Linked DNA regions of Mus musculus: all the other regions are linked to region 1. The links are chromatin contacts, called in public Hi-C and HiChIP or PLAC-seq maps. All regions are on one chromosome and are shown on one strand. Each heading gives the region's core, a stretch centred on a gene start, on an enhancer-like site or on the middle of the called end of the contact. The rest is flanking DNA. Distances are from core to core; before and after follow the strand shown. Region 1 holds the start of Dusp4 (dual specificity phosphatase 4). Region 2 has its middle 84 kb from the start of Gm29243. Region 3 has its middle 60 kb from the start of Gm33831. Region 4 has its middle 33 kb from the start of Gm33831. Region 5 has its middle 15 kb from the start of Gm33831. Region 6 overlaps Gm46038 (a long non-coding RNA gene). Region 7 has its middle 14 kb from the start of Gm40489.

Region 1 (3,659 bases), core at 847-3,346:
CAGAAAGCCGGGTGCCGGAGACTTTGCCCCAGGCAGCCGACGTCACTCCACTGTGGTGGCTCCTTCCGGAACCCGAATTAGAGTGATCGCGCACCCCGGGCACCAAAATATAAGGTGCGTTGGGGGCTGAGGGGTCGCTAATATGCCAGCAACAAATTAATACTCATGTAATAGTTTATTTTTTTAACTGAAGAAAAATCCATAAACAAAATAAAAACTGCAGTGCCATTTTGGAACCCGAGGCAATAAAAATAAATCTCCACAGATGATTGCTTCTCAACCCCCATAGCCCACTGGACCCTGAAAGGGGTGTCAGGGCCTTCAGAGTGCAGAGAGCCGGTAGAAGGCCTTGAAATGAGAGCTGGAGGTGATCTCGGGCGAGCAGCTACGCAGAGAACAAAGCAAAGGGTAACAGTGGAGGAGGCTGAACAGGGCGGGAAGGACCCCAAGGCTTCGGCGGCCCTCGCTGCCTTAATCAGGCTTAGTCGCAACTTGAAATGGAATATTCGACCTGGCCGCCGCTACCAAACCCCGTAATTCCCTTGTTCGGTGATTAATTCTTGCTAACAAGACTTGGCAAGATCTCGGCCAAATAATTTTTTTGGCTCTCTGTAAGGTCCCCACCACATGCGCGCATAACCTCCTCTCTTGCCAAAATCGAGCCCTTGGGAAATTAAATGCTCCCCCCCCGAAAGTAAAATGGGGGGTGGCAGATGCTACGTGACCTGGAAAGAGGGATGCGGAAACTCGAATCGTCTCCTAGCTTATTACATTTGCTTTTATAAAAGGTCATTCTTCCCATGGGCACTTTTCAGCATCTTTTCCTTCGTACCAAATGTAGACCTTAACCGTCATTTCCTTAGAGGACGTTGCGTGTGAGGAGGGAAGCGAGGACTCCCACCAAAGAGGAAAACCTCCGGGTATTCCCCCCCCCCCCCCCCATGGTTAAAAAAGCAGGTTTTAGGAAGCTTGGGCCCGAGTGCCTCCCATTCTCTTGCACGGGCACAGCATTCGGCCAATTAACGCCCCCCTCTGGGTTGTAAAGTAACAAACCCCTCCACCTCTCTTTTGTTATTGGGCTTCGGCGCGAGGGCCTTCCCTTTCATCTTTCTAAATCTGCGTTGGCCCAGGTTCCGCGGGAAGCTATAAACCAGATGTAATAGCTCGGGATGGAAATCGATCACGCTAATGTATAAACTAAGTCCGGGGAATCGCATGGAAAAAAACAAAGACAAAACACAACCGGCCGGGCACGAAGAACGAGATTAAGTCCGGCGAGGAGAGGTCCCCAAGCCCTACGGGGTGGCAGCCGCACAGTGTCAGGTTTCTCGGAGCTGCAGGAGCGAGACCTCGAAGACTGGGGAGGCCGGGGGGGTGGGGGGGAGCGCAGGGGTGAAGACCTCCACACGGAGAGCCCAGGCCTCAGTAAGGCCCCGCGTCGCCACCCGCAACGATCTCTACCAGGATCGCCGCGCTCCGGGGCTGAGGAAGGACAGGGCACCGCGCCGCGGCTCCATTCACAAAGTCCCCGAGCCGCCGGCTCGCGGGCGGGTCGGAGGCTGCCTCCTTTTCTTCCTCTAGGTCTCCGTTTTATGAATGGGCCTGGCAGCCAGCACCGAGCGCCCTGTTTACTCCTCTCTTTGTGACGTCGAGTCCCCGTGACTGGGTGCGAGGGGGCCGGCGCTCCATTCACGAGCCGGGGTGGGGGCGGGGCGGGAAGCTTGCGTTGGGGGCGGGGCCTGGCGAGGTAGTAATGACTCTTCCCTCCCCCGGGAGAGCCGGCGAGCATTAATAAATCTCTAAGCCAGAGGAGGAAACTCTGGCTGGGGCAGTGCGTGCAGCTCCGGCGGTGCAGCGGTGGGGGAAACGGCGGAGCCCACGGCAGAAGCAGCCCTAGCTAGCAAAACACACCAGAGGCGACAAACCGAGAGGAGCCCTCTCTCGTAAACACACTCCCCTGCTCGATCGCTTGCCCCGGGTGCCGCGCGCCCGCCAGCTTTGGCGCCAGAGAAGGCTGGGACTGCTATGTAACGTTGAGGCTGCGGGAGGTGGAAGCAGGGGTGTTAGAGGGAGAAGAGCCTGGGGCCAAGTTTGCGGGTCACTTCTGCAGGCGCCCTCTTAGCCCTCGCCTGGTTCCTTCTTGTTAGCCTAGCTGGCTCCGGTGCCCTTGGCCTTCTCCAGCTAGCTCCCCAGCTTACTGCGTTTTGCCGGCGACATGGTGACGATGGAGGAACTGCGGGAGATGGACTGCAGCGTGCTCAAAAGGCTGATGAACCGGGATGAGAACGGCGGCGGCGGCAGCGCGGGCGGCAACGGCAGCGGCAGCCACGGCGCCTTGGGGCTGCTGAGCGGCGGCAAGTGCCTGCTGCTGGACTGCAGGCCGTTTCTGGCTCACAGCGCGGGCTACATCCGAGGCTCGGTGAACGTGCGCTGCAATACCATCGTGCGGCGGAGGGCCAAGGGCTCCGTGAGCCTGGAGCAGATCCTGCCCGCCGAGGAAGAGGTGCGTGCCCGCCTGCGCTCTGGCCTCTACTCGGCTGTCATCGTCTACGACGAGCGCAGCCCGCGCGCCGAGAGTCTCCGGGAGGACAGCACGGTGTCGCTGGTCGTGCAGGCGTTGCGCCGGAACGCGGAGCGCACGGACATCTGCCTGCTTAAAGGTAAACGTGGGTGCCCGGGAGAGCGAGGTGGGAGGGTAGGTAGTGTAAGGGACTTGGCGGCCTGAGCCCTGCTGGGCATTGGGAGGAAAGTACCCGAGTGACTACGGGGTGCTGGAGTCCCCTTCCTCGCGTGTCTTTGTGCGTGTCAGTGTGAACGGTTTTGCTGTGGTTTGGAGCCTGAGTCCCGGGGAGGCCGTGCTGGCGCGTTTCCCCAATCACCTGCAATCCGCACGCGTCTTGGAGTTTCCGTGTTTGTTTACGCGAACGGTTCTGGCCTGGATGCTGGCAGCGGTTCCTCTGCGCAGCCCAGCTTCAAGTACTGAGAACGCGCTCTTAGGTCCCACGGGGACGAGAGAGGCCTGGTTCGGTATAACCCCGGGAACCCTAGAGGGGGGTGAAGGAAGGTGAATGCTAGGGTAGGAGCTGTCTCAGGAGTTCATACACATCGGTCAATGAGGAAAGGAGAATTGGGGTGCAGACCTGGGGAGCTATCTCTTTTTTTCCCCGCTGCCTAAACTCAGAGCTTTCTTGGATGGCGGCCAACCCCCACTTGCCCCGGTCTAAGGGAGGCTGAAGTGCTGTATTTGGGGGGGTGGGGGGACACCAGGCACAACCGCGCCTGCTCCTGCTAATCCCGGGAGCAGAGAGTTACCACCTTTTGTTCACACATCATTCTCGACTCTGCCAGCGGCGCGTGCCTGGTTCGAGCGAACCCTGGCGTAGGAAATTAGGTGGCCGGAGAGAGGGTGGCTTGTCACATTGAGAAGTCAGACACCCCAAAAGGATCGCGCAGTATCTCAGACGTTGGCAAAGGGGAGGGACCGCTCGCCGCACCTGCCAGCTCGCTCGGTGTGCCGGCCACCGGTTGGGGAGCACTGTAGGGTGCGGGGTGTGTGTGTGTGTGGGGGGGTCGGGCGCCCCCTGCTGCGCTGCTCCCCTACCTCCGGCCACCGCATTCCGTGCATTCTTTCGCGCGGGTCTGGTCTTTGCTTCCAAAGC
Region 2 (3,659 bases), core at 728-3,227, 510 kb before region 1:
GGCTGCTGTGAAAGTATTTGTAAACAGGTTCACTGTTAAGCTGGTGGATTTGGAGGAAAGCAGGTTAGCTTTCACAACGTGACTGGTATCTCATTCAATAAATGGAAGGATTTAAGAAAACACAGGCCCAGATTTCTGGAGGAGAAGGGAGTTCTGACTTTAGACTCTAGTTGCAGTGTTAGCACCTCTCTTGGAACTTTCCAGTTTGTGAGCCAGTTCCTTAAAACATTTGTCTGTCTGTCTGTCTATCTATCTATCTATCTATCTATCTATCTATCTATCTATCTATCTATCTATTAATCTAGCCATCCTCTATATATCTATATATCAGCCTATCAGTCTAGTTGTCATTAGTCTATTTATCTGTCAGTCATCATTGATCATCAATTTATTCATGATCTATGTATCTATCATCAAACTACCTCTGTCCTTTATGTATCTATCAATGTAGTCATCATCCATCTATTCATCAATAAATCATCATCTTTCAGTCAATGATTCTTATTTATGTATCTTATGTATGTATGTATGTATGTATGTATGTATGTATGTATGTATGTATGATTGTAAGTCTGTATGAATCATCTCTCATCAATCCACCTATCTATCCTCTATGTATCTACCAATGCAGTCATCATCTGTTACTTCTGGGAGTCTTGATTGGGGGTCTTTGTTGTCTAGGAGTCTTTGTTTTCTCGGACAGTTAAAAAATTAAAAGGCAGGAAGAATCTCAAGAGTGACAGGTGGCAATAGAGCAATCTCAGCCACTGCAGACAGCAGCAGACAGAAGCAACAGCTGAAGAAAGGCTTGGGGTTGAGGATGCACACCTGTGTGGCAGATGCACAGGAAAAAGACCCTCTCTGAAGCAAGGGGTAGAGGGAACCCTGGGAAGCGAAGACTCCAGTCTCTTCTGAAGGGCTGTCTTTGTCTTATAAAAGTCTCTGAAGAGTTGTTTTGTTTGTCTCTAATTTATGGTTGGTCAGTTTGAAGAAAGATAGGATGGTTGACTGGCCCACAGTATTGTGTAATATGTCCTATGTGGTCTTGAACTTGTTGAGCCAGTCCAGCAGCATGGAGGCTAGTGGCCGGGGAGAAAATAGTCTATGAGGCCTTTGTTTTAATCTGCCAGGCTTTTGTCCTATGTCAGGAAGGTGAGGAAGAAGCCAGCCATTTTGAAAGCTTGCCACCTTTATTACCTAATCACGGCTCCTCTCCTTGTCTGTCCTCCCACCAAGGAGTCTGTCTAATTCCTGGTCCCTCACATCTGTCTATTAATCATTCAATCGTTCGTCATCATTCTTTTCATGATGTATGTACGTATGTACATATGTATGTACGTATGTATGTATGTATGTATGTATGTATGTATATACTATGTATGTATATATGCATGAATGTATTATCTATCTATCTATCTATCTATCTATCTATCTATCTATCTATCTATCTATCTATCTATCTACCCACCCATACCCTACAGGTTCATGTTTCTCTCAAAACCCTGAGTATTTATATTCAAAACAATATGGAAGGCCTTCAAAGTTCCAGAGTCTTCATAAACCACATGTTAAATTGGGTCCCGAGACATAGATGCATGGTTGGATGGACTTGTCCTAAGCAAAGAGAAGCAAACTTCCACCACAAGACTTAAAAAGGAGCAGATAGAGAATGCCAAGAGAGAAAGATGGGAAAATGAAGATTATAAATTGCTGAAGGGGTCAGCACCGAACCTTCCATCTAGTAGAGCCTCCTTTCCTGAGAGCCATTACCATAATAAAGACACGCCGCGGGCAGCTGGCCAAGCAGCCGCCAGAGTCTTCTGACTTTGGTAGGTTTCTTAGGCTATCACAATATTTGCTTTCACGCATGGGAGATAATTGACACTTGGCTGTCACAGCAACAGAAGCAGGAACAAGACCCACACCACACGGGGAAGGGGGTGGGTCTGGTTTTCATCTGCTAGATCCGGTCTAAGAACGGCTTCTCCCCTGGACAGCTGTCGTCACCCAGTCTGGTAGCTGTGCTTGCTTCCTCAGACATGAAGGACGAGACTGAGGGTGACTGGAAAATTTGTGCCACACGGAAGTCTAAGGGCAGTGTTCCTGAGGCGGTGCTCAAAGTCATCTGTATTTCAAATCTTCACATGGTGGGGGAGTCGGGCAGGACTGCCATTGGCAAACTGATAGGCACAGTGCCAAATCTGGTCTGTGTTCCCATAGCAGGCTGCTCCACCCTTACTGACAGTTTCATACAAGCAAACAGCAGGTCGTGGTCATGTTTCATATCCACCATCTCATCTCACTCTTGCCCTGTTCTACTGAAACTCTTCCCCAGCAAGTCTCTTTCTGACTCTCGTGCCATGGTGTGTGTGTGTGTGTGTGTGTGCATGTGTGCACGCATCTGTGCGTGTAAGTGCATGCATGCATGGAGAGTTATTTATTAGGACATGGAACACAGACACTGCTAAAGAAGATGGCACTCTCTCCTGCGGTCAGTGATTGTCAATAGTCTCTGGGGGAGGGGCGGGCATCATGAGCACCAATAGGAAAACATGAATGTAAGAATAGCTGTGCTTACAGTGGGCTCATAAGGAAGCAGGGTTTGTCATCAGTTTACTTGGTGCCTGGTTCTCTCTTAGCTTGAGCTCATGTGTCTTTCTGGATGGGTTGCTAGGGATGCTCTTTGCCTTGGTTACTAACTCTACCAAAGCTTGTCAACAAGCTAGAGTAGCTATTAGTTGAAGACCCACGCCCCTTCCCTCTGTAGCAGCTGGGATTGGGGCAGGAAATGTATTCTAACTTGGTGGCCTATATGTGCCTTCCTCTGATCTTCTTCACTGAAACCAAGTTGTTGCTATTCCCAGCATACGTGGGGTGCGTCTGTAAGTCTATTCTCTGCAGAAAGTAGAGAAGCACTGTCCAGGGGTGTGCTGGCTCACAATGGCTCCTCAAAAATGAATGCTGTACCAGGTATTGATAGTGCTCTTTCTCTGATGGCTTAGCTTGTGGGCCAGTTTAGAACTTGGCAGTAGGAAGGAGAGAAGGATGAAGGAGAGGAAGCCCAGTTGGATTAGAGGTTCAAGTTGATAAGCAGGTATATAGGTCAGGATTGAGTAAGTAGTTGGTAGACCCCTGGGTTCTGTATTGAAAAATTGCAATCTTGACTCAAGGGGAAATGAGAAGGAAAAGGAACAGGTGGATGACAGAAGAGTCAAGGTTCTGGGATGAGCAGGACTCCTCAGCAGGGAGGCAGCTGTAAACCAGGGTGGTGTGCTTTCAGAAAGGCTCTGATTCCCAGGAAGGAATTAGACTCCACTAAGAACTAGGAACTTGAGAGTTGTACTCGTGGCCCACTGGAGAGGTTAGCAGACAACTTGATGTGTGTAGAGACCTCCCTAGGGTTCGGATCAACAGAGCTAAGATGTATGCTTGGGGGTTCCTTGGCCTAAATGTTTCTGATCCCTCCAAGTCTATGTGTCGGATCTCCCCACCCCCACCCCTTGCCATTCTGCTAGAGGCGAGCACAGCATTATAGTACTGTGCAAAAACTCACGAGAAACAAACAGCCCGCTCCAAACACCAGATCTGCAGTCTGCTGGACAGCTTGGGCTTTCTACTTCTAGAGTTGAGAAAAATACATGTCCACTCTTTGTAAGCCA
Region 3 (3,659 bases), core at 564-3,063, 480 kb before region 1:
CTATTTTAACTCACTATAACATAGTCCTATGTGACCTGCAGCCCTGGGCATCAAACACAGCCTCTTACATGCCCAGTTTCTTTAGTCATCTCTATCTTTTCGCCTTTGTCTTCTAGCCTCTGGTAATCCAATCCCATCTCTGCTTTTTAAATTTTATTTTATATTATTTCATTTTTGTATACTTAATTCACTTTGTATTCGCTCATTAACCCCCCTCCTAAAACCCTTCCCATTAGTCCCCTCCCCTTCTCCTCTCAGCCCGTGGGGGTCCCCTGGGTACCCCCCCCCCACTCTCAAGTCTTTGAGAGGCTAGGCGCATCCTTCCCACTGAGGCCAGACAAGGCAGCACAGCTAGAAGAACAAATCCTTAGGCCTGTAATTTGATCAGGTCCACTGGAAACTGATTGTTCTCCATTCCTCCATTGCCACTGTCCCAGGAGGTGGGCAGTTCTATCATTCAGTTTCTCTGTTTCTCTGGCACTCACATTGATGCAGTCTGCCCCTTGTCCCACAGCCTCACAAACAGGACTACAAGAGACGGGTCTCATCGCCTGTGTAAACGTCTTTTCTAATTCAAGCAGTTGGATGGCATGGTATTTCCTAAACATGGCCTTCCTCTGTCTCAAAGATGGGACCCAAAGGGTTATCTTCCGACACATCTACCCTTCTCTCTCTTTCCTCCCTGTCTGGTTCTTTCCATGGACTCCAAATGTTGGTTCCATTTTAGCTTGGATTAGTTTGTACTCTATTTTCTATACATCCCCTACTGCAAGAAATGCTAAGTCCATACCCCCATGTAGTCTTTTTTTTTCTTTCTTTTCCTGCCAGTCCATAGGTCACTGCTGAGGATGGTATCCACAGGTCTTACTGTAACTCCTCCCTTAAGTGGTCACATTCATTCTGGATAGAGCTCGGCCTATCCAGAGTACCCAGGGCAAACTCTGGACATAGCCGCGTGCACCTGTAACCGCAGTACTGAGGAGGCAGAGAGAGGATGCCTGAGGTTTGCTGGATTCTGAACACATGCAGGGCTCTTTCAAGAGGGAATCTCTGCGTTGTCGTTGCTTGTTAAGAGTGAATACTTTGAAATCGGCCCAAGTCAAGGAGTTTGAACTAAGCCGCTTCTCGTGGAGCTGTGTGGTTGTGACCTCCACATTTATATCCACATCCAGGTGGTTATCTGCAAAGCAGATATGGTTTCAGAGGGGATTTCCAGCCTAATCCCTGGTAATTAGCTCAAAAAGAGAATATTTGGAGTGAATTCAACGGCACCAGGCAGCTGGTGCCGGGAGATGCTTCTTTGCCTAATTTCCCTAAGTGGTTTCTGGGTAACCTCACCTTCAGACCCTTTGTCAAACACAGCTGAATCCTTAGAGGTGCTGAGGCAAGGCATGCAGTTAACCCCATATGTTCTGTTTAACGGAGCATTTGGGTAGCAGCTGAGACCAGCCCGTGATATGCCAGGCGTTCTCTGATGATTCGCTTTCCCTGGGAATGTAGAAGTCAGCGATTCATCTGTCTTGGAAGCATCCGAAGTCAGTGGGGCCACCAGCAGTTGATGTCAAACGCCATCAGCTCTTCCCTCCCCCCCCCCCCCCGCTCCCGCCCCTCCCCCTCCCCGCCCCCTCACTTCCCAGCTCCACTGCAAAGCTACCAACCACATTCTGGGCTAGCCCTTGGTTGGAGCTTTGTTTTGTTAGAGCTTCTGGGGGAGGGGGGATGGGCAGCTCTTAGCTCACTGGTCCCAGGAAATCCTGGGGTGCTGAGGAGAGAGAAGCCCCTCCCTGCGCAAATGATGGGAGCTCCGTGGATTCTCACCTCGGCTGGCTGCCTCACTCTGGCGCACCAGCTGCCAGCCCTGTGACATAACCTGCTCAGGCGTGAGGAGAGGATGCCATGAAAAGATTCATCTCCTGAATGATCATCACCCCTGCTTCCTGATTCACTTCCAGGCCCCCTAGCCCCCCACACTTCACAGCCCATCCGCAGGACCATCAAGGCGTGGGATTCTGAAGACGTGCAAGTCAGACGGCGGAGTTATTAAACCCCACGTCGTCAATTCTAATTAATGCCGCGAGCCACCTGGATATTTAGTGGCTGGAAACAAAATCAATTTGAGTTCTGAAATTGAATTTACATACAGCTGGCGTGATAAATCAGTGACGCGCTGCAAGGTAGCCCACTTCTCTGCAGTCCGGGGATAGAATTCCTGTTTGTTATCTGGTTATTTTGTAAATTCCGAAATTAACCCAGAGCTGTTGGCCTTTCCAGAAAGGGCACGATGGCAGGGAGAATGCTTGAAAACTTCAATTCCCACTGTAGCTCGGGCATGAAAAGAAAATGTAATCTCTGTATTTTTGTTTATAACTGTCTCAGTTTAATTCATGATTTGCCGTACTCCACACCCCACCCCCAGTGGAACAGGGGAAAAACAAAAAAACCTAAATGTCTAATTTGGTTTGAGTTGAATGTCTGATTTGATCCTTTAAACAGAGCCTTCAAGGAAGGCTCAGACTTCTAGGGAAAAAAAATGCCTTGAATCTCAGATGGCCTCCTCTGCTTCTGGCTGTGTCTCTTTCTCAGTGACATCTGGCATATGGAAGCATCCTGTGACAGGGAGTCCGGTCTGCAGCTCTGGACCTCCTGGTGCAGGGACTGTGCCCTCAGGCTGATCTCTCATTCCCTACCTCAGGAGTTGGGTTACTATCCTGGGCCCGGTAGCATTCTCCTCGCTTGCCTGCCTTCTGGGTCTATCTGTGGCCATGGTTGTTGGACACTGTCCCTGCTGATCTGGACAGGTCCCTGATTTTCGCCATCACTGCCAGGTGAGGAGATGGCTTGGAAAAGAGAAAGCACAGGGTATCTATCCATCTCTTCTCTCTGCTTTGCCGAGCTGATCAGCCTGGCTTTGGGTTGGCATGTGGCAGCTATCCCTCTCCAGAACTCTCCATAGTACTCAGCTATGTAGGTAGCAGAGATAATGTCTCCCTGTACTCGGCTAGGCCTAGCGCAAAAACTCGGGGATGGAAATGAAGACATGCCTCTGTGAGGCTCCCTTTCTTTCCTTATAGTTTCCCCACAGTACTCCAAGGTGGAAAGAGAGGAGACTTCCTTTCACTCCCCATATAAAGGGCTGCTTTTTCCATGGGACCTTCCTGCTTCAATGGAGGGGACATGTTGTATGACTTAATAGTCTCTCAAAGAGTTTTTCTCTTCCAGTCCCAGGCGCTGCGGGAGCTGCGGGTTACCGTGCAGACACGGCTAAGTCTAAGAACCACACCACACACAACCAGTCCCGCAAATGGCACAGAAACGGCATCAAGAAACCCCGGTCGCAAAGATACAAATCCCTTAAGGGGGTTGATCCCAAGTTCCTGAGGAACATGCGCTTTGCCAAAAAGCACATCAAGAAAGGCCTGAAGAAGATGCAGGCCAATAATGCAAAGGCAGTGAGTGTGCGCGCAGAGGCCATCAAGGCCCTGGTGAAGCCTCAGGCCGTCAAGCCCAAGATGCCAAAGGGAAGAAGCCACAAACTCAACCGTCTGGCTTTCATCGCTCACCCCAAGCTTGGGAAGCAGATTCGAAGCTACATGGCCAAGGGTCAGAGGCTTTGCCAACCAAAGCCCAAGGTTCAAACCAAGGCAGAGGCCAAAGCTCCA
Region 4 (3,659 bases), core at 497-2,996, 450 kb before region 1:
GTTCCTCATGCTGTGCTGACTCCCACCCATAAAATTATTCTGTTGCTACTTCATAACTGTAGTTTTGCTACTGTCATGACTTTTCATGTAAATCTCTGTGTTTTTTGAGGGTCTTAGGCAGTCCCTGTGAAAGGGTCATTCACACAAGTCTCTACCCACAGGTTGAGAACCGATAGGCAAAGAGTTTTTCCTGTAGGTAGCACTCAAAAGAAAGGGTGGGTCAGAGAGGTTCAGGGTGAGGTCTGGGGACAGAGAGACCAGGATCATGGGGACAAAGGCTTCAAGGGACAGAGCCTTGAATGGGAAACTGGACAGAAATCAAATATTCAAACTAGATTAAAAATGCTTACTATGGTGTATCTGATTGTAAAGTTCTCCTGGATTCCCTGTGAGGTCTTTACAAAACTATAAATTATACTGTTGTGGAGTAATTTTTTTTGTTCGAGTGTGGGAAAGTTTCTGAGCCTTGTTGTAAGCTGGGAAGAGAAGCCACTATGGGATCTTCCGGTGGACTAAAGCAATAACTGATGATCTGGGGGGTCTTGTTTAATGCATTTATGCATGGATACACAAATAGAGCATCACAAACTCTTATAGCGTGGGGTATCATTGACACATACATCTTTTTATAACTAAGTGTATGCTGTCAAGTTTCAGCCGTATCCAGGAGGTGTGGCTGCCAATGTCATGGTGGTCCGTTACCCTGTCACCATTTTAACCCAGACTAAGAACGCACCTTTCTGTCAACTTTATTCTCATCGGGGAAAGAGTGTGATTAAAAACACACCAATAAAATGACCATGATCCCCGATGTCCTAGCTGTACCCTTATTTGATATCTTTTAAAGTCCATACCCTTCTAGTGCTACAAGGGGTGTCCCAAACTGAGATGTCACGTGTATCCCAGGTATCCTGAGGTTGGGCCCTGTGGACTTGCTGTAAAGTGGAACTCAGGCACCTGCACCACAGGAGAAGCTATTTTTGCCCCATCTCTGCTGAGCCAGATCCCATCTCAGATTGCATTAAAGGAACTGCCTCTTTCCTTTTTCCTTTTGCTGCTAAGGAATAGCTTTTCCTCTCAGATTGATTTTCTTCCCTTGATGAAGTCCCAACCTACACACTGCTTGGTAGTAATTTAAAATGAGCCAAGGAGCAGTGGGTCCTATTAGAGGCACAAAGCGACCCACTAGGTATTATTAAGGGTCTCGGGTCTATCTTTTAACTAAACACGGAGTGCTACTTTAGAACAAAGGAGACTTCTGCTCCTTGGCAAACGTGGCTTTACTGTTCAGTTTTCCCAATTATGGGCCACACTGCCCCCTGCTCTTGGGCCTGCTGATCAGTCTTTTATTAGTCTCGCTACCTTTTGCCCAGGGCTCTGGCTGAATGCAGGCATTGCTGTGGTGGGGTGGAAGGGGCTGGGCCTGCTTTCATAGAAGCCCACTTCCCACTACGATCTATACATCCAGAATTAGATTGGCTTGCTTACTTGCTGTGGAACAAGATGGATTAAGTGCTGGCCCCTCCAGATCTGGTCTCTCTCTCTCTCTCTCTCTTTGTCTCTCTCTCTCTCTCTCTCTCTCTGTGTGTGTGTGTGTGTGTGTGTGTGTGTGTGTGTGTGCACTTGTTCACATGTGTTGTTTTCATTGTGGATGGGCAGGAAGCTGGGCTGCAGAAGCAGAGGTGGGCACAGCCTGAGCCAGAGTACAGCTGCTGCTCCCACACTGGCTCTTGGCAGCTGCTTCCTGCCTAGCTTCTCCCAGAATGCTCAGGTCTACACTTGGGCCATTGTCTGCTCACATGGCCATAGGCATCACCGTGGGGTGTAGTTTTGTTACCAATCTGGTTTATGAAATTCTATTGTTCAAAGAGCTTGCTAGATAGGAGCTGGGTTTGGGGGTGGGGTGGGGCATGTTGGCAGGAGCCAGTGAGAAGACTGTCGGTGACTCTGGCTTACCCCAGTCATTCTCTTGGCAAGCTCACAGTACCCTCTTTGCCCTGGGTGGGCATTGCCCTTTACCTGATTTCTGTGTACTGCCAGTAAGTCAAGCTGGTCTGGCATCCAGCTCACAAGCAGCCACTAGTGAAACTTTGTAGATGTTTGCTGAAAAAAAAAAAGGAGTTAACTATGATATTCAGCTGGTTGAATGATGACGTTGAGATTAATTCTCTAAATTAAGCGACTGAGACAAGTTTTTGTTTTTGTTTTTGTTTTTAATGTTCATGTACATGCTAATGTCTCTCCCACCCCCTGCCCTCTCTCCTACCTAGACTTGTTCATCTTTCAGGATTCGAGGACTGCAGGAGCTCTGGCATTTTCCCTCCCATTCCCCACTCTAGTTCTGAGGGTTCTGTGGGCTCCTGGGGAAACACTTTGTCTTCCTTCATCAGATAACACCAAAGCCCTTAGAGAGAGAGAGAGAGAGAGAGAGAGAGAGAGAGAGAGAGAGAGAGAGAGGCCATGCTAAGATAGATGTCATCGCAGCTAGTCCACAGACTAGAGTGAACTCTAGGGAGCTACCTGTGAGTGATGTTTGGCCTGTTTTGTGATCAGCTTCTGGGACAGAACATCTTTGTAGATGAACTGGAGAGACGGCAAAATACTTGTTGCTCAGACACAGAGCCTGAGGATGGATCTCCAGCACCCACATGTAAGTTGGGCCTGACAACACAGGTTTGTAAAACCAGCCCTGAGACGAGATAAAGGCAGATTCCAGGGGCTCACTGCTCACCCAGCCTAGCCGACTTGGTGAGCTTCAAGTTCAGGGAGAGACCTTGTGTCAAGAAAATAAGGTGGGGAGGGATAGAGGAAGACCCCTAATGCTGACCTTGACCAACATATACACGCACACAGATACACTCCTGTGCATGTGCATTTGCACACACATGCGCACTTGCACACACACACACATGCACACGGGCACATGCAGGAATCTATATCTACATTCTATCTATCTATCTATCTATCTATCTATCTATCTATCTATCTATCTATCTATACTAAGATGGTTGAAACACAGGAAGCATTTAGGCTCTGGGTTCTAGAGCGACCTTGAAATTGCAGAAAGCACTCATCCATCTCAGTTCTTTTCCAAGGTTAAGTTAAAAAAACAAAACAATAAAATTAAAGCTTTTTCTCTCTGAGGTCCCAAGCACTATAGTGTCACATTATATTGACTAACTTCAGCTGACACAAGGAAAGGAGGGAAAGAAGACGTGGGGCTGACGGAGTCATCAGCTCTCAGAGGCGATTATGGAGGGCACAAAGCATCCAGAACAGAACAGCTCCGCCTCGGAGGGAGGGAAAGACTAGAAACAAAGAGTAGGGCACTCTGGCGCGGGGTTTGTGCCTGCGTGGCTCACTGCCCTGCGTAGGATGGGTAATCACGAGCTTGCTGATGGAAATCTGCGTCTTTTGAAGTTCTTTTTCTTTTCTTTTTAAGTGATTTCAATTATAGAGTAGTTTCTCTCTCTCTCACTCTCTCTTTTTAAAACGGTGTCCAGCGTAAAGCCAGGCTCTAAGACTTTGAAACCTTGATGAGCAGGAACTTGGAGGATGTTTGAAAAGATGCTAGCCATTTTCTTTCTTTTCCTATGAAAGCATCAATTTCCTTTTGATGGGCACGTGATTGCCTCTGAAACCTCGGGTGTGCCTCAAGT
Region 5 (3,659 bases), core at 536-3,035, 440 kb before region 1:
AGCGTAGTTATCACAGAGAAAGGAGCCTCCCTTGAGGAAATGCCTCCATGAGAGCCAGCTGTGGGACATTTTCTCAATTAGTGATCAAGAGTGGGAAGGCCCATTGTGGGTGGTGCCATCCCTAGGCTGGGAGTCTTCGGTTCTATAAGAAAGCAGGTTGAGCAAGCCAGGGGAAGCAAACAAGAAGATTATTCTATGGCCTCTGCACCTGCTCCTGCCTCCAAGTTCCTGACCTGCTTGAGTTCCTGTCCTGACTTCCTTTGGTGATGAACAGCAATGTTTAAGCATAAGCTGAATAAACCCTTTCCTCCCTGACTTGCTTCTTGGTCATGATGTTTTGTTCAGGAATAGAAACCCTGACTAAGACAACATATAGACCATTCCCTCACATAAAACAAATACAGTGAGTTAGCTGTTAATCTCATCCACCTAATTTAATTAATGAATTCTCACAACAGCTTCCAGAATAATGTTTGAGCAACTATCTGGACACCCTGTGGCCCAGGCCAAGCTGACAAATAAAGTGACTCACCATGTCCCCCAATTCCCATAGACATGTGTGAGTTGGAAGTTGAGTGGTGAGTCTGCTCTAGGGGCTTACCCCTCCTCTTCAGCCACACTCTTGCTTCCTGGTTATCAACAAGGAGGTAGGGAATCTTTCTTCTCCTCAGACACTTCAGCAGGTTAGTCAGAGCATCTGCATGGATTCATAGATGTTGGGAGGAAAGGCAAATTTGACAAGTTAGGGAATGATACACCACCACCCCCCCCATGTAGGCCTCCTCTGCCTCCTCCTGTCTGCCCCTTTCCTTCTGGCATCTCCCTAAAAGGGTCTGAGCAGGTCTCGGGGCCAGTGGTGAGGTGGGCTCTTGAAAGCCTGTCAGCTCCTTCAGAAGCTTTGGCTGAGGAAGTCTTCCTGCTTCCCTGGGGGAGGGGATCAGATCGGTGAGCAGCAGGGCCGTTTTTCTCTCTACCTAGATTCTCTAACCAGCAGGGAGAAGCCATCAACACCTCAGAGCAGGCAGGCAGCTGGGCCAGCAAGCAGCTTATTATCTGCAACAAGATCACCCCATTCAAAACCCATTTTTTTAGTCTCTTAGCAAGTCTTTGTGTTTTCCTTGTCAATCACATATGTAGAGCCTTATCAATAGTATTCAAGGAAGATTAAACATTTTAATTGCTCTTTGCTCTCCCTGGTACAAGCCAGCCTGTATCACATGGTTTCCGCAATTATCTCGCTGAGCTATAAGCTCAGCCCTCCTTGTTTCTTTGCTTTCTCCCTCCCTTCCCCAGTTTCCATTTTTCCTCCTCTCCTTGGTCCCTCGCCGCTCCTTATTTATCCAGGAGGTATTCATTAAAGCTCTGCGTGGATAACAGCAGGTAGAAAGATGGGCGAGAACCCATTACTCCTGAGATGGTCACAGCGTAGCGGAGGGAATAGAAATAGAAGCACACTTCATAATGCCTTTGTGATTAAAACCTGTGACTCAGACTGAATGATGCTGGGGAAATTGAGTCAGGAAGCCCGAGAAAGGTATGCTGTGCAGCTTAATGAGAGCCGGGCTGGAGATAGGCAGGGCTGGGGGTGGGAGAGCATCTGGGGAGACCAGCAACGGGATAATGGGAGAAACAGAAAACTTAAGTTAGCCCAAGACAGTGTGGCTGTGGTGTTCTGCCACCACATCCCAAGCCTGCTTTGTCAAACAAGGATTTTTAGCGTCTTTTCTACATCCTTGGAGCACCCCCTCCCTCGCCACCTGACTCCCACACTTTCTACTGCTTTGCCAACATGTGGGCTGATGTCAGCTCTCAGAAACACTTTTTGGATGCTTGGTAGTCTTTATGTGCCCGGCTGATCTTGCTCTTGATCAGCGCTTCATCTTCAGCACAAGGCTTGGGGCTGTGCGTTCCTCTCTGATGGATTTAAGTGACCCCCAAAAAGCTACAACGGGAGCCAGCTCCTTGTCTGAGGCCTGGGTAAAACATCCAGGGGTGATTCACCATTACTCAGTGGCTTGCTAGTTCATACATTCCAAGCAACTCCATTTTGAACAAACCAAATTGGGCAGTGCAGGCAGGCAGGCACGCACGCATGGACGCACGCACGCACGCACGCACGCACGTGACCACTCAGGTGGGCTAGGAAGCTGAGGCATGTGCTGATTCATTTCCCAGTAGCTTGGAGGGAAGGCTCAGGCTTTTGTATTCCTATGTAAAATAGCATGCTCACGTCCTTTGGGAGGAGTAGGAGTGTGAAACTGTGGCCACAGTGACAATAACATGGGAGGAGGATGAAAATAGCAGATGGAAGTTGCGATTTTGGCCGACAGAAATAGGAAGCTGGTGCTAGGTCATCCGCCTAGCCCCCGGCACCGGCCTATTAGCTGTCATTAGCCCTTATCCAGGAAACAATTTGCATCCGTTGAAATCCTTGTAACATTGGATTTCTGCCCACAGACTCATCATCCTGCCTTTTTCTGGTGGATTAAAGAGAAAGTGGCCTGTAAATTACATTTCTTTGTGGGCAGAAAGTGCTATTCTGTGGCCCAGGAGACAATGGGTTGGGGCAGCCTTTGGAGCAGCAGCATGGCTGGGGTGGGGTGGGAGTGGGAGGGAAGGGGGCCTTGCTTTGTAATAGAGCAGAGGATACATAAAAGAGCATCCCGTCCCACCTCCTGCTGAGCCGACTTCTGGGTCCTCCAGAACGGGAAGTTCCTTGTGGAACCCAGCCTCGATAGAAATCGTTCCCCGGGACTATGTGACCATTGAGGTTAGGATTTCTTGTGCAGGTTTCCTGTGGTTGGCCCTACTCTAAGCTCCGAAAGCTTCCCCTCTTAGGTGTACTGGGGACCCCGCTTCAGGTGGGGGATACATCCCTGGCCTAGCAGCTTAGCCCTTTGAAGCAGGTCACAACACTGAATGGCCCTCTCCCCAAATTTCCCTTTTGACACCTGTTCTCCATCTCCTGGGGGTTAGTATGAGTCCTCTTCTGCTCAGATAATGATCATCCCATTTTCAAGACAGTGCGGCCTGTTGTGAGGAGCAGTGGACTCCGTGGACAGGACCCTGAGATGGAGCCCTTATATTTTCAAAGCGTTAGGGTTTTTGTTCACACTGGCGCCGAATCATGGCCCCCACACCCTCTCTTTACTTTATAGTTGATAGAATTTTTTTCTAAATTGCCTAGGATGGTCTAGTATTTACTCTGTAGCCTAGGCTGACCTTGAATTTTTAATACTTCAGTCTCAGCTTCTTGAGTAGGCGAGATCAGAACTGTATGCCACCAGGCCAAGCGACCCTGCCCTCTCACGGAATGTACTTGTAGTCCATTCACCTAACATCTCTGAGCTCCAGACTCTCCTCCCCCTCCCCTCCCCTCCCCTCCCCTCCTCTTCCTATCAGTTCCCCACTTACAGAGTTATTATTGGTCTATAAAATTACTATGCTGTGAAGAATATTAAAATCGTTTATGAATGGATTGTGAGAGACGTTTAAATAGTTCAGCTTGACCTTCACACCAGGTTGGGGACTCCTCAGCTCTGTTTAGCATAGAAGCTCTTTGCCTGGATGTCACAGTTTGAGATGGGAGTCATTATGAGAACTCCTGGCCACTACCTTATTTCCAATCATGGTTTAAGGGACACTTTCAAATAAGACCT
Region 6 (3,659 bases), core at 785-3,284, 340 kb before region 1:
CCCAGTGCCCTAGAAAGGATACTGACCCTGAGATAATCAAGATGTACCTTTCACTTTAATGGCAGTTTCATTTTATGACATGCCTCTCTAATAATGAAGAAAATATGTAAGAGCCATTGCTAATCCAGAGGAGACACAAGGCGACATATTGTTTGAAATCCTTAAAGATACACGTGCCAAATGCGCAAGGTCCTTAAAGAGACTATACATGCAAATATGGGCTCCAGCACGGTACAATGTCTAATCTACATAATTTCCTCTATTTTTGTCAGTACAGAATAACTGAAGCTTATGAATAAAGAATATGGTGGAGGTTTTGAGAGGACATTATAGATGCGACCTCTGAGTTAGGAGGCTATGAGAAAAGGAGGCCAAGGACAATGCTCAGACAAGCAAAGAGGGGACACACAACAGCAGCTGGTGACAGTGCTGTGCTCTGCAAGCCTCCCACAAGCTCCCAGGTTCCCAGGCTACCCATACTTCTGAGGAACTAGCTTCAAATCTGAAGGTGGTGATGTTCTATCTATTGCCTCAGGCAATATGATGACTCACAAAATTCAGAACAGCATGCTACTACTGTGGTGGTTTTATTACTGACTAATCAGACCCAAGTCAGTGAAGAGATCCACTATAGTGAAATTAATATCAGAAGACTAGGGTGTCTTTGAGAGTGACAAAGTCTCTTTTGGCTCTTAGGTAGCTTAACTTGGGGGACTCAGGCCCTTGGAGACTTGACAGCTATGAAAGCTGCCTTGAACCAGTGGCTTTTTTGGGGTTCATGACCTTCAAATTCAAAGAATGAAGTTCACAGACCACAGAGGGTGAGTTTTAGAAATAGTTATTTCATTATAGGGAGCTTAAGAGAAGAGGAAGAGGCAGAGCCCTTGCATAGCCAAAGAGGTCCCTGGAAGTGGGGTGGATAGGATAGGGTAGGCTAGACTTTTTTTTTAAAGGACTTGTGGCAAAAGCTGTAGTGATGTATGAGGAGGGGATGAGGTGGTCAGTCCAGTTGTCCCAACTAGATGTGCAGCACCCCCTCTTCACGTTGGTCACTCAGTCACCTACATCGGTTAGGCAGCGGTACTCATTTTGGAGTCCCTGCCCTACACAATCTAGAAGAGCCTCAAACACAAAGGTTTAATATCTTCAGGGCTCATAGATTTGATATGCTTGGTCACCCGGCAGTAGCTCTATTTCAAAGGATTAGGAGGCAGGGCTTTGTTGGAGGAAGTGGGTCACTGGAGATGGGACTTCAAGGTTCCAAAAGCCCAAGCCAGGTCCAGTGTCTCTTGTTCTTCCTGGTGCCTGCAGATCCAGAGGTAGAACCTTCAGCTACCTCTCCACTACTAGGTCTGCTTGCATGCTGCTACGCTTCCCACCATGATGACAATGGACGAAATCTCTGGAAAGATAAGCCAGCCCCAATTAAATGTCTTCTTTTACAAGAGTTGTTGTTGCTATTGTGTCTCTTCACAGCAATAGAACACAGACAGAGACAGTGTGTCTTGATGTCCAGAGTTTTTAAAGGGGCTCACTATGCAGGTAAGATTGATTAAATCACTGACTACACAACTCCTTTCTATGTAAAACTGTCCTACCTCCCCGAATCCTCTAATCTTACCACTGGCCTCCCTCCTAGCCTAGAGTTTATTCTTCTCATTGGCACAAGTTTGGGTGTAGTTCTATGGACCCCCTATTAATACAGAGATACTCCTATCATACAGGCAATTATAAAAGTTTATGATGCCTTCAAGGAACACAGGCAAATATCAAATTAATTCTTTATTCTAGACTGTCTGCCTTTATCCCTCCATTTAAAAGCTAGCCAGCTTGGGAAGCAATACCCTGGTCTCAACCATCTGTTCTGGCCCCTAATTACTTGCAAGTGAGCTTCCTTTTATATAAAACCGGAATCAAGACTCAGAACAGAGGCGAAGTCACATTTTGTTTCTACAAATTTGCTCTACCATGAGGTTTCTTCCCGTTCGAACTCCCCAAGGCATTTAGAATATAATAACAGCCCCACTCTCCTGGAACTTCCTGTGAACCAGCCCTGCACATGGAGCTCAGGGCACTGTGGGCAGCGGGCCAAGGCCTGCCTTGGCCCAGCTGCTTCTTAGTTGAGGGACCCAGCAAGGCTGCCCAGAGTGAGTGACCCTGGGTGAATATTTTTCCAAGACCTCATCTCCATAAGGATTTGCAGCACCTCAAGTCTGTAATGTCTGCTCCATTCTAGTGTCTCTGTTGGTCCTCTGATGGTCAACTGGGCAGGCTGATGGCATCTTCTGGATGCTGGGCTCAACCTGGGTCCCCCCAGAGAATCGCATAGGTGCAGGAATTCATGTTGAACATACTTTAAGTGTATTCTTTGGTAATTACGTACACGTGTACAATGCATTAGCTCACATCCATCCCTCCACTTCTGTCTCCAGTTCCTCTCCACACCCCATCAGCACATCCCCTCTCTCAAGCCTACATCATCTTGCTTGTTTTAACTATCCACAGAATCCACTCACGACTTCCTGTGTTTTCACAGAGGTGGAGGATGGGCAACCAAACAGTGGCCATGCCCCTGAAGAAAAGTGACTCTCCTTACCCCAGTGGCTATCAACTTCCAATAGCTCCTTGCCCAGGGGAGGGGCCTCATGCTGTGGTTTAATTGACTTGATCTTATGCAGGGAACCATAGCTGTTATGAGTTCACAAGTGTGGTGCCATGTCACATCTGGAGGGCAGCACTTTATAGCACTCTTCAGTACCTTCTGTCCTCTCTTATTCAGTGTTGCTTGAGCCTAGCTTACTCTCCTCACCATCATGCTACTGTTGCGCCAGGGGTACACCTTGCCTGGCAGGTCAGTAATGTAGCACACAGGGTCCAGCCCTGGGTAAGACCACACTTCTCTCTTCCCTCCCATTAGCCTGACATAATACCTTCTGGAACTATGAAAGCTAGCCAGCAGAGATGAAGTTTTCCAGTTAGTTTGGAATCGATTTCCCGATGTCAGATGCAAGTCTTCACGATCTTTGGGCGGTGTCCTAGTGTTCTGCCTTATTGCTGTGACACCATGACCATGGCAACCCTTACAAGAGAAAGCATTTAATTTGGGGGCTGGCTTACAGTTTCAGATGTTCAGTCCATTGTCAGCATGGCAGCAAGTGTGGGAGGTGTGGTGCTAGAGAAATAATTGAGCATTCTACATCCTGATACACAGGCAGTGGGGGAACACAAAACTCAAAGTCCACCTCCACACACACACTTCTAACAAAGCCACACCTCCTAATCCTGTCAAATAGTGCTGATCTGCAGTCAACTAGAACAGCCTATGGGACCATTCTTATTCAAACCACCACTGTCTCCATAGATAGCCATGGTCAACCAGGGAGGTAAATAAAGTGGGGGTGAGGGGAGGTGGGAGGTGGGGGGTGTCTCAGGTGTCTCTGTATCCCTGTTCTTCTGTGGCAGAACCTAAGCAGTGAAACTTCAGCCACCCAAGTCCCTCACATTTGCCAAGATCTATGGCCATTGCTAGATGTTGGGCAAATTGCTTTCTGTATCATCTCTAAAGTCAGGAGTGTAATAGCATGGATATCCTTTAAATCACTTTAGGTCACATTTTACCAATGATGAAATTGAAGTTTTAGAGAATTAAGATAATTTAT
Region 7 (3,659 bases), core at 765-3,264, 300 kb before region 1:
CACGGCAGGGTATGTGGCTGTCATGCACACACACATGCAAGAATAAATGAATAAATAAATACATACATAAATACATAAATGTAATTTAAGAATAACCCTCACAGATTCCCAAAGACGATGAGCATTTAAAGCTAAGAATTAAATATGCACACCAGGAAGCAAGTCATTGGCAACTAGAGCTTGTCAACATAGCAAATGACCCTAGGAAACAATTAAGGACTTTGCGTGTTATAGTTATTAATTGCTGAAGAGAATATCCATATTTGGCATATTTAAGAAGCGAAGGATAAGCTCACATGTGCCTATAAGAAACAAGTTTTGAAGCTTCTCGAGGTCTTGAAAATCAAACAAAGTGAATGTGTAAGAAATATAACAAGACAGGGTTTAATAGGTGGATGCATGAGCGTTATCGGGTCAAGCTGGAGAGAAAATTAACAAACTAGAATATAGGCCAAAAGAAACCGCCCATAACAGAAGTCAGAGACAGTAGAGATAAATGTGCCTGTGGGATAGCAATCAGGCACTGCAGAGAAAGCCTCATAGCATTACTGAAAATGCACCAGAAGAAAAAAATGGGGGTTACAGCCGTATTTGAAGAGGTGACAGTCAATTTTCCAGAAGAAATGCAAGAATGAGTCTAGAATTTCAAAGTTAGGTTAAAAACTGAAAACAACACACATGCTTGGGGCGTAGTCACATCTGCACACACTGGCTAAAACATGGGGAATGGAAGGAAAGTGGCCGCCCTTGAAGGAGCGACCAAAGGAACGGCCAACTTCTCAGCTGTAATTGTAGGAGTCAGTAAAGGGACCAACATCATCAGTGCACCCCAGACACCTGCCAGCCTAGAACTCGTGACACTACTTTTCAGTGATGGGACAGAAAGGAAGGCACTTCCAGAACCAAAGTCGAAGGAAAGTGTGTGCCACCAGCAGTGTGTCTCTAAAGGAATTGAGGCAGGAGTCAGCCTTAAGTAGAAAGTGTAGACACAGGAAGGAAGAGAATGCAGACCAGACTCACATAATTCTGAGAAGAGTTGTGGCCAATGAAGATATGAGAAGATAAGGATCGTCCCTGGGGAACAGAGAAATAAAAATCAAGGCGACGGTGAGATTTTATTTTCTTCCCATTCTGTTATAGAAAAGTGACATGACTTGGGGAAATTGGAAGTCTTTGTGGGCATGTGCAGCCCTGGGCTTCCTATCCTGTCTTGAGGAGACTGTGCCCTGGAAAACAGTGTGCCTATCTCCTAAGTTCAATGTTAACCCATATGTTCCTATGTTTAGAGAAGATCTTGTAGTCATACCAGGGAGACAATTTAAACAATGTTCACAATCATGTGATCTATCAAAATATGGAATTCCCCTTCAGCGTGATGAGTAACGGGATAAGTGCATAAACTATGGTATAGACAGTCACACAGAGATAGTCGTAACAGGTAAGATATATGAGGTATAGCTACCTAGGAAGTTTTGTTTTAAATATTATACGCAGACCCCAAGTTAAAGGCAAAGTCTTCCACAAGACTCCCCTCATTTCAGATGCCAACTGTTGGCCTCAGGGTTCCTCGGGTCACCTGCATTTGTAATCACTGCTGTACATCTGATGACTCCCAGGATTCCTTTGGCTTGCTACTTTACTGTCATCACCAGTTCTCTAGAAGCTCGTACACAGGGAGAGATGGATGTGATCAGGTTTACATCCTTTCTCCATGAAACAAGTCTACTGGTCTTCCAAAAGACTGATGAATCCTTAACATTCAGAAAGGTCCACTGAGTTTGTAGCTCAGAGTTTTGGGTGAGGGAGATATCATTCATGTCTACACTAGATATGAATGATGAAAGCACTGGGCACATCTTTAAGCTCAGTCTCTCCCCTCCTATCTCCTTCATGAACACAGGCTCAGGTCCAACCCTTTAAGCCTACAGCTGTGTCTGGTGGTAAGACCACTTCCTAAGGCAGTCTGACGCCCCTCCTGAGTCATTTCATCAGTGTGATAAGCACACTTCTATTACTCAGGAAATTCCAAGGATTTTTGGAACTCTATGCCAGGGACCCAAGTCAAAGGACTTCTTTACTGTGTAACAACTCCCTAATTAAAGAAAAAAATCCAGCAGACCCAATCTCTGTCCTGAGGTCTATTTCCAGGAAATGTGACTTAAGATAACTGTTGCCAGGAATGGTTTGAGGAAACATGAGTGATTGTTCAGTCCCAACTGTTCTGTTCTTTGTAGAGCTGGGGAACCCAAGGGTTCAGTCATTGCTGAGGTGGCTCTACTAAGTCAGCATTCTCCATTCTGAGAGCACATGACAGTGTCACTGCTTGGGTATATACAAGATTTAAAAAACGCTCTTGGGCCTGGATTGGTCTGCAGTTTTTGTTTTAACTACAGACATGCCATTAAGTAACATGCAATACTTCTGATACATGCATGTATTGTTGAACATGTCTTCATAGTGAGAGCAGCACAGCATTTGCTTGCACAGAGCCTGGATGGTAGAGGTCATGCACTTTATCATGGCCTCAGTATGCCGCCCACAGAGATGGTAAGCACAGACTTATGATCTGCAGCTAGTAAAACCATGGTTTTTACAAGAACACTTTCAACAAGTTAGAAGGGGTACGCTTCAAGATAGGAACAAGAGCCAGACGTAGAGATGGGATATGATGATGAAGAGGTCAGCTCAGCTCAGAGCCATTGGAAAATTCCACCAGGCACCCCTCCCCTCCTGGAAGAAACAGGTCAGAGAGCATGTAGGCAGGAAGGAAGAGGCTAATTAAGCCCCTACTACCTCATTCCCTAAAGACCAATCAATTTAAAGGGCATACTGTTCTGCCAATCGTATTGTGTCTTGTTGCCGATGTTCTAGTCTGCCTCTGGAAACTGTATAAATACTTGCCAGATGCCCAGGGTCACCACTTCTCCTTCGGGTGCAGGATGACAACCCGAGCATGCTGGAACAATAAATTCCTCATGCTTTTGTATCGATCCCCAGCTCCGAGTTGTTCACTCAGGGGTCCCTTTCTGAATGTTAAGGATTCATCAGTCTTTTGGAAGACCAGTAGACTGGTTTCATGGAGAAAGGATGTAAACCTGATCACATCCATCTCTCCCTGTGTACGAGCTTCTAGAGAACTGGTGATGACAGTAAAGTAGCAAGCCAAAGGAATCCTGGGAGTCATCAGATGTACAGCAGTGATTACAAATGCAGGTGACCCGAGGAACCCTGAGGCCAACAGTTGGCATCTGAAATGAGGGGAGTCTTGTGGAAGACTTTGCCTTTAACTTGGGGTCTGCATAAAATATTTAAAACAAAACTTCCTAGGTAGCTATACCTCATATATCTTAACTGTCACGACTATCTCTGTGTGACTGTCTATACCATAGTTTATGCACTTATCCTGTTACTCATCATGTTGAAGGGGAATTCCATATTTTGATAGATCACATGATTGTGAACATTGTTTAAATTGTCTCCCTGGTGTGTCTACAAGATCTTCCCTATACATAGGCACATGTGGGTTAACATTGAACTTGGGAGATATGGCACATTGTTTTCCAGGGCACAGTCTCCTCAAGACAGGATAGGAAGCCTGTGGCTGCAGATGTGATGGTGTGTGCCTACAGCTGGCCTCTCAAAAACCTGAGATAAGGCAT

Evidence for each region. A called contact is a pair of places that touch in the nucleus more often than the background predicts. HiChIP or PLAC-seq counts read pairs in DNA pulled down with a chosen protein or histone mark.
Region 2: a Hi-C map of the N1E-115 cell line shows a contact between it and region 1, with 5 times the contacts expected there. The contact joins the enhancer-like site here to the promoter of Dusp4 in region 1. A contact is called at or near these places in 9 of 39 promoter capture datasets (the 3T3-L1 cell line, the C10 cell line, cranial neural crest and 3 more), 2 of 15 datasets of contacts at CTCF or cohesin (large pre-B cells and pro-B cells), 8 of 484 Hi-C or Micro-C datasets (CD8 T cells, the HL-1 cell line, the N1E-115 cell line and 5 more), 29 of 115 datasets of contacts at active chromatin or transcription factors (CD4 single positive thymocytes, the NIH/3T3 cell line, T-cell acute lymphoblastic leukemia and 23 more) and 1 of 9 other capture datasets (embryonic stem cells).
Region 3: a contact with region 1 is called in an H3K4me3 HiChIP or PLAC-seq map of embryonic forebrain, with 9 times the contacts expected there. The contact joins the enhancer-like site here to the promoter of Dusp4 in region 1. A contact is called at or near these places in 6 of 39 promoter capture datasets (the 3T3-L1 cell line, the C10 cell line, hippocampal neurons and 2 more), 3 of 15 datasets of contacts at CTCF or cohesin (embryonic stem cells, large pre-B cells and pro-B cells), 13 of 484 Hi-C or Micro-C datasets (CD8 T cells, bone marrow-derived macrophages, cerebellar granule neurons and 8 more), 29 of 115 datasets of contacts at active chromatin or transcription factors (CD4 single positive thymocytes, the NIH/3T3 cell line, T-cell acute lymphoblastic leukemia and 22 more) and 1 of 9 other capture datasets (embryonic stem cells).
Region 4: an H3K27ac HiChIP or PLAC-seq map of DN3 thymocytes shows a contact between it and region 1, with 8 times the contacts expected there. The contact joins the enhancer-like site here to the promoter of Dusp4 in region 1. A contact is called at or near these places in 2 of 39 promoter capture datasets (embryonic stem cells and liver), 2 of 15 datasets of contacts at CTCF or cohesin (the NIH/3T3 cell line and large pre-B cells), 1 of 484 Hi-C or Micro-C datasets (bone marrow-derived macrophages), 24 of 115 datasets of contacts at active chromatin or transcription factors (DN3 thymocytes, SST interneurons, T-cell acute lymphoblastic leukemia and 17 more) and 1 of 9 other capture datasets (embryonic stem cells).
Region 5: an H3K4me3 HiChIP or PLAC-seq map of forebrain shows a contact between it and region 1, with 8 times the contacts expected there. The contact joins the enhancer-like site here to the promoter of Dusp4 in region 1. A contact is called at or near these places in 5 of 39 promoter capture datasets (the 3T3-L1 cell line, embryonic stem cells and frontonasal cranial neural crest), 2 of 15 datasets of contacts at CTCF or cohesin (the NIH/3T3 cell line and large pre-B cells), 12 of 484 Hi-C or Micro-C datasets (the C10 cell line, the P5424 cell line, bone marrow-derived macrophages and 8 more) and 28 of 115 datasets of contacts at active chromatin or transcription factors (CD8 T cells, the NIH/3T3 cell line, VIP interneurons and 22 more).
Region 6: an H3K4me3 HiChIP or PLAC-seq map of forebrain shows a contact between it and region 1, with 8 times the contacts expected there. The contact joins the enhancer-like site here to the promoter of Dusp4 in region 1. A contact is called at or near these places in 7 of 39 promoter capture datasets (the HPC-7 cell line, embryonic stem cells, hematopoietic stem and progenitor cells and 2 more), 2 of 15 datasets of contacts at CTCF or cohesin (the NIH/3T3 cell line and large pre-B cells), 19 of 484 Hi-C or Micro-C datasets (the 63-12 cell line, 8-cell embryo, the N1E-115 cell line and 14 more), 30 of 115 datasets of contacts at active chromatin or transcription factors (the 230-238 cell line, DN3 thymocytes, T-cell acute lymphoblastic leukemia and 21 more) and 3 of 9 other capture datasets (adipose tissue, liver and pancreatic islet).
Region 7: an H3K27ac HiChIP or PLAC-seq map of trophoblast stem cells shows a contact between it and region 1, with 12 read pairs. The contact joins the enhancer-like site here to the promoter of Dusp4 in region 1. A contact is called at or near these places in 10 of 39 promoter capture datasets (cancer-associated fibroblasts, cranial neural crest, embryonic stem cells and 6 more), 3 of 15 datasets of contacts at CTCF or cohesin (CD8 T cells, the NIH/3T3 cell line and large pre-B cells), 12 of 484 Hi-C or Micro-C datasets (the 3T3-L1 cell line, bone marrow-derived DN2 thymocytes, bone marrow-derived macrophages and 7 more), 33 of 115 datasets of contacts at active chromatin or transcription factors (the 230-238 cell line, CD8 T cells, the HPC-7 cell line and 23 more) and 1 of 9 other capture datasets (liver).

Annotation. Positions count from the first base shown.
Region 1 is chr8:34,805,514-34,809,172 of GRCm38.p6, forward strand. It overlaps Dusp4 (dual specificity phosphatase 4), which reads left to right and starts at 2,097. Exons shown (of 4, transcript NM_176933.4): 1 at 2,097-2,660. The coding sequence starts at 2,216.
Region 2 is chr8:34,298,629-34,302,287 of GRCm38.p6, forward strand. No RefSeq gene overlaps it. Among named protein-coding and RNA genes, the nearest start is that of Gm29243, 84 kb to the left of the region's middle. Within about 2 kb of position 1,978, at least 34 of the 459 cell types and tissues checked have an H3K27ac peak or open chromatin away from gene starts, as enhancers often do. A contact at or near this core is called in the N1E-115 cell line and stem cell-derived motor neurons, where this site is marked.
Region 3 is chr8:34,324,653-34,328,311 of GRCm38.p6, forward strand. It overlaps the pseudogene Gm4889. Among named protein-coding and RNA genes, the nearest start is that of Gm33831, 60 kb to the right of the region's middle. Within about 2 kb of position 1,814, at least 73 of the 459 cell types and tissues checked have an H3K27ac peak or open chromatin away from gene starts, as enhancers often do. A contact at or near this core is called in VIP interneurons, cerebral cortex, cortical neurons and 7 more, where this site is marked.
Region 4 is chr8:34,351,940-34,355,598 of GRCm38.p6, forward strand. No RefSeq gene overlaps it. Among named protein-coding and RNA genes, the nearest start is that of Gm33831, 33 kb to the right of the region's middle. Within about 2 kb of position 1,747, at least 18 of the 459 cell types and tissues checked have an H3K27ac peak or open chromatin away from gene starts, as enhancers often do. A contact at or near this core is called in DN3 thymocytes, T-cell acute lymphoblastic leukemia and memory CD8 T cells, where this site is marked.
Region 5 is chr8:34,370,411-34,374,069 of GRCm38.p6, forward strand. No RefSeq gene overlaps it. Among named protein-coding and RNA genes, the nearest start is that of Gm33831, 15 kb to the right of the region's middle. Within about 2 kb of position 1,786, at least 25 of the 459 cell types and tissues checked have an H3K27ac peak or open chromatin away from gene starts, as enhancers often do. A contact at or near this core is called in VIP interneurons, brain, cortical neurons and 1 more, where this site is marked.
Region 6 is chr8:34,465,092-34,468,750 of GRCm38.p6, forward strand. All of the region lies in intron 2 of Gm46038 (a long non-coding RNA gene), which reads left to right. The region is part of intron 2 of Gm39160 (a long non-coding RNA gene); the gene reads right to left. Among named protein-coding and RNA genes, the nearest start is that of Gm39160, 6.1 kb to the right of the region's middle. Within about 2 kb of position 2,035, at least 4 of the 459 cell types and tissues checked have an H3K27ac peak or open chromatin away from gene starts, as enhancers often do. A contact at or near this core is called in forebrain and pro-B cells, where this site is marked.
Region 7 is chr8:34,500,842-34,504,500 of GRCm38.p6, forward strand. It overlaps the pseudogene Gm8268. Among named protein-coding and RNA genes, the nearest start is that of Gm40489, 14 kb to the left of the region's middle. Within about 2 kb of position 2,015, at least 9 of the 459 cell types and tissues checked have an H3K27ac peak or open chromatin away from gene starts, as enhancers often do. A contact at or near this core is called in trophoblast stem cells, where this site is marked.